2 separate regions of the Capsicum annuum genome follow, and region 1 is linked to region 2. Evidence: chromatin contacts called from public Hi-C data. All regions are on one chromosome and are shown on one strand. The core of a region is the stretch at or near the end of the contact, and the rest is flanking DNA. Distances in the headings are between cores, read along the strand shown.

Evidence for each region. A called contact is a pair of places that touch in the nucleus more often than the background predicts.
Region 1: a Hi-C map of leaf shows a contact between it and region 2, with 3 times the contacts expected there. The contact joins two enhancer-like sites. A contact is called at or near these places in 3 of 5 Hi-C or Micro-C datasets (bud and leaf).

Annotation. Positions count from the first base shown.
Region 1 is chr4:18,058,959-18,061,739 of UCD10Xv1.1, forward strand. It overlaps the pseudogene LOC107868175. Among protein-coding and RNA genes, the nearest start is that of LOC107868174, 46 kb to the right of the region's middle. Within about 2 kb of position 1,518, at least 5 of the 5 cell types and tissues checked have an H3K27ac peak or open chromatin away from gene starts, as enhancers often do. A contact at or near this core is called in leaf, where this site is marked.
Region 2 is chr4:18,006,500-18,009,276 of UCD10Xv1.1, forward strand. LOC107868176 (probable serine protease EDA2) reads left to right here. Exons shown (of 12, transcript XM_016714781.2): 12 at 1,115-1,415. The coding sequence ends at 1,230. Among protein-coding and RNA genes, the nearest start is that of LOC107868176, 15 kb to the left of the region's middle. Within about 2 kb of position 1,377, at least 1 of the 5 cell types and tissues checked has an H3K27ac peak or open chromatin away from gene starts, as enhancers often do. A contact at or near this core is called in leaf, where this site is marked.

The DNA of each region.
Region 1 (2,781 bases), core at 268-2,767, 53 kb after region 2:
TATTTTGATGTCTCTATCATTGTATTATTTTGTTGCAATTTACAAATGGTAGATGAATATCGATCGACTTTTAATTTTTTTTTTGGTAAAGATTAGGTTTAATAAATAAATTCTCCATCTTTATCTACTTAAAAGATATTAAATTTAATTGTTATATTCATTTTTATTATTTAAACAAATATCTTATTTAATGTAATGTTTGAACTCATTAAAGTGAGGTATACGTGCAAGACGCGTACACCTAAACTAATATATATATATATATATATATATATATATGACTTATTATATATTTTTCTTAATTTCTCGTTAATTTCTACAAATTAACAAATTTATTATTTCAATTATGCAAACTCTTAATTTCTCCTAACATCCTTTAGTTCAAACTTGAAGGTTCGTGTAAATTAAAACACATCATGTAGAATTTTTTATGGCAACTAAGATTCAATTTTTTTTTCATGTTAGTTACTACTACTTCTATTTTATGAATATTTTCTTATCGGTTAAACCGAAAATCGAACCGTTAAGTACTAAAAACCGATAAACCAAAAATCGATAAAAAATATCTTATTGATTTGGTTATTGGTTTAGCATATTTAAAAATCAAAAATCGAGAAACCAAATCGATAATATATAAAAACGAACTGAACCGACCGATGCACACCTCTATTTAAATCAATTAATCTCAAAAGTAAATACGAAATACTAAATTCAAAATTTTTCAACATAAATTCAAATCAGTCAATCTTAAAGCAAATAGCAAAACACCAAATGCAAGATCTTTCCGATAAAAAATTGAATTAATCAATCTCAAACTAAATACGAAATACCAAATTCAAAACTTTTCAACACAAATTTAAATCAGTCAATCTCAAAAGTAATACAAAATATCAAATTCAAAACTTTTCGACACGAATTCAAATCAGCTAATCCCAAAAGTAAATACGAAATACGAAATTCAAATTTTTTTGACATAAATTCAAACCAGTCAATCTCAAGGTAAATAACAAAACACCAAATGCAAGATCTTTTATACAAGAATTCGAATCAATCAATCTCAAAGTAAATACGAAATACCAAATTTAAAACTTTCCAACACAAATTTAAATCAGTCAATCTCAAAAGTAAATTCAAAATACCAAATTTAAAATTTTCCGCCACAAATTTTAATCAGTCAATTTCAAACGTAAATACGAAACACCAAATTCAAAACTTTCCGACATAATTCAAATGAGTTAATCCCAAAACAAATACAAAATGTCAAATTCAAAAATTTTCAATGTAAATTCAAACCGATCAATCTCAGAGTAAATACTAAACACCAACTAAAAAATAAAAATAAAAATTGTCATGGGTTTATTACACAAAATAAACACATTACACGTGTAGTCCTTTTTGTCGGTTTTAGTTCACAAAATTTTATTACATACTTACCCAACTACTAGTATAGTATACTATTCAATCAAACACTAATCGAAAAAGTGTAAAGTCTACCCCTTTATATACTCAAAAGAAATTGTACAATAACATTTATATAAACAGTCAATAATGACGAATGTTCATTCACATAATTCATTACCCCAACTCTGACACTTCACGTTCCGTGTAGGGTTTTGTATATCTCCACTAAAAAAAAAAGCGAAAAATTTAATTAAAAATCTAATTAAAATTTCCAGATATGGATGAATCTCCGCCGATCGTCGCCCCGGTTACCTTCACAGGAGCTGAAGGAGTAGTCGCCGGAGGAGGTGGCGGTGGTGCGGTTGCTGCTACTGCCGGAGGCGGCGGAGCTGGTACGGTCGGAAACGTGATCGTCGTCGGCGGAGTTGAGAAGAGGAAGAGAGGAAGGCCGCCACGTGGACAGGGGAAGACGGCGGCGGCGGTGAAGGTGCAGAGAGTGGTGGTGGAGGAAGATGAGGAGGAGGATGTTTGTTTTATATGTTTCGATGGTGGTTCGCTTGTTCTATGCGATCGCAAGTGAGTTGAGTTTAGTTTAGTTGAATTAATCTTTGTTTTTTTCGTCGTCTTGTGTAGTGATTTTGAGTTTATTTTGCATTGTGAAAGTAGTAAATTGAGTGAAATTGGTGTAGAGGAGTTTGGAATTTGTTAGGATTGAGGTGTAGTTAGATTGATTTTTGGCAATTTTTGGATGCTAGTTTAGTGTTTTTTCATAATCTCATAAGTATTTTGTCACAAAATTGTTTTTTTTTTGTCGTTTTGTGTAGTGATTTTGAGTTTATTTGCATTGTGAAAATAGTAAATTAAGTGGAATTGGTTTAGAGGATTTTGGAATTTGTTAGGATTGAGGCGTAGTTAGATTGATTTTTGGCAATTTTTGGATGCTAGTTTAGTGTAGTTTTTGATAGTCTCATAAGTATTTCGTCACAAAATTGATTTTTGCTTTCATTTCTATATTGTGAAAGCGAGGGGGAACCTTGGATTAACGGGTAAAGTTGTTGTCATGGGATTCGAGCGGTGTAAACAACCTCTTGCATTTCTGCAAGGGAAATGCTGTATAGAAATTAGTTTTGTATTTTGGTTTCATTTTGCATTAGAAGGTACTAAATTGAGTGAAATTGGTATGGAGGATTTTGGAATTTGTTAGGATTGAGGTTTAGTTGATTGATTTTTTGAATTTTTGGATGCTAGTTTAGTATATTTTTTGCTAATCGCATGAGTATTTTTATCCCTAAAGCATTTTACTTTCATTTCCATATTGTGAAAGTGAAGGGGAGCTTTGGAGTCACTGGTAAAATTGATTAATCACAATCACGTGCTTTT
Region 2 (2,777 bases), core at 127-2,626:
AATCGAGGGATAGGTGCAATAATTTCTGTAATGAAAACAAAAGCTAGGGTGAATCTGAAGAAAATGGGATAGCTTGTATACATAAATTTCTGTCAGTCCTTTTCCTTTTTATCTTCTTCTAGGATTCTCATCTTGATCAATATTTTCTCCTGGGAATACCTTGTACAATGTCTCATAATTTAGATATGTAACTCTATTTTTTAGATGTTTGAATTATTTAAAGCTGAATCCCTGCACCCATCCCCGTACCTAGATCCGTACCCTCAAATCTTAAAATTTAAATCATGAAGGATCCGACCTCTAGATCCGCCTCATCTGTATCAGACACCTGAAGCTGAGTCCGAGCAACTTAGCTTACTTAAACCCCCATCCTTCCTTTTCCTTTGCTTGCTATTTTTCTATTTACTCTTAAATTGATCTCTTTGGTCACTGCTGCAGTTATTGGTCTTAAAATTTTTTTAACACCTCTAATTATGTTGTTGTCAACTATGACTCTGAACTTGCAATACAATGAGAAACTAATTGTGAATGTCAATGGAAGAAACTGTCAGATCCTATCACGTAGGATTATCCTAAGGGGGGTGAACAAGAGGGTGTGTGGAAAGCAATAAGCATAAGTAAGATGTCAAAGAAAATTACCTTTTTTCACCTGGTTTGCCACATAAAATGCAGTTTCTAGTGAGGGTAATCTTAGGAGCAGATGAATTTTGTAAGACGAGTTTGGAGAAGATGCAAGGCGTATTTAAGTGTAATCGTGAAAATGTTCACAGCCTTGACCATGTCTTTTTTATATTTGACATCAAGTTGGGTAATATTAGAGATTGTGGCAGAGCAGTTGCGACGTTGAGGCTAAAGAGAATTGGAAAGCCAAAGTTAAATAAAATTAGTCGATGTTTGCATCAAATCGGATAATTGTCTGAATACAGCTTCCAGTCTCCACACACGATAACAACAACAACAACCCAATTAGCTGTAGTGTGTTCCAATTCTAGATGCTTCTTTTTCATATCATGTCACAAAGTTTACCAGCGTGATTGTGTGCATTGATCGTCAACCTGTCTTTGAAATTATGGTTTGTGAAATGCATTTTATGACAATTCTTTCATATCCACAGGTGATGCTAAAAACTGCAGTTCCCCTGATGCAATTCGGAAAGTAAGGGAAAAGATTGTTGAACATATCGATTTGTGGTTGTCGCAATGCCAGGATTTAGGTAGGAGCTCAATGTGAAAACATCATCTTAGAGCTATACAAATTGACGCGTGCATACTTTATGTCGTTTTAAACAAACCACTAAATTATGTATCTCGTCCTGGACAGATTTATAGTTGGTCAGCCATGAACGATGTTATCTGTATCAGTTGATTTCGTGTACTGCGACTTGCTACTAAATATGAAAAAAATGTCTTCTCTGAGTTTCCTTTCGTAAGAGTAGTGCATTATGTAATGTGTTAGCAGAACCATGGCTCACGGCTTCACCGTGGGGTATGTGGAATCTTTCTTTGTCGCGAACCCCATACCTCTATAATAATGGCAGCGTCAGAGATGGCCTTAAGGCGGAATTGACTGGCGTTTCACTTATTTGAGTATTTTTAACATAATGCTATGGCTGGAAATCTGGTTTTCCTAGGAAAAAGGAAAGAAAATGTAAACTACACAGACATTTTGGTTTCATACCGAGTGTGCATCGGTCGATTTGATTTATTGATTTTCGATTTGTCAACATGCTAAATCGATAACCAAATCAATTAGATACTTATTATCGGTTTTCAGTTCATCGGTTGTGGTTCTTACCGGTTTCATTTATCGGTTTAATCAATAAGAAAATGTTTTCTTTATTTTTCTGCACTTCTCTTCTTATTTTTATATGTTCATATATATTCAAATACATTATTACTAAAACAATTTTTTTTTTATTAAGCAGTGAGCTTGAATGCAGTAACAACTGATAACTATTTTTCAGAAAAGAAAATCAATTTAGGTTTATAGTTTATAGTAATGGGTGGAATTACAACAAGTTTATAAAGAAAAGAACAACATTAAGATAACAACAATAACATATAAAAAATAATAGGGTATATAGTTAAAATATAAATTCACTATTATATAATTACGGATAACAATATAATTTTAATATAATCTTATTGGGTTATCGATTTAACCGTTAACTAAAATCGAAAATCAAACCGATATTTTAATAAAAAAATTCTAAAACATTTAAAAAATTGTTAATTCAATAATTCGGTATCGATAAATCAATAACAATTTTTTTGATTTGATTTATTAGTTAAATCGAGTTTTGCACAACCCTAATTTTATGCCTTGGGTGCTTTTTGGAGTGGTGACAAATATGAGTTACCTTCTTTGGTGAGTCAACCCGAAAAGCTAGGTGGGTTTTCTATTTGGATACTGGTATTTAACTTATACCCAATTTTTAAAACTTCGAAACAACATAAGGTGTCAAGCCTAAATATCTGAAGTTAGCTAGAGTTCGGACAAAAATGACTCGATATAGTCATATACTATTGAAGTTTACGTAGAAATGATTGAATTCCAGTCCTACGTTTCTCATCTTTAGCTATATGAAATTTTAGTTACCGCATATCTGAAGTTATTTCAAAGTGACTAGACTTACAAATTTTACGTACTAACCGGTGATCCCCTGATTGAATATTTGTGCACTTCAGCCAAGGTAAAAGGGCAGGTCTTAACCCATCAAATTTCAAATCGTAAGCCAACTAGCTGTTGGAGATTTCTCTTATAAAAACAAAAGAAAT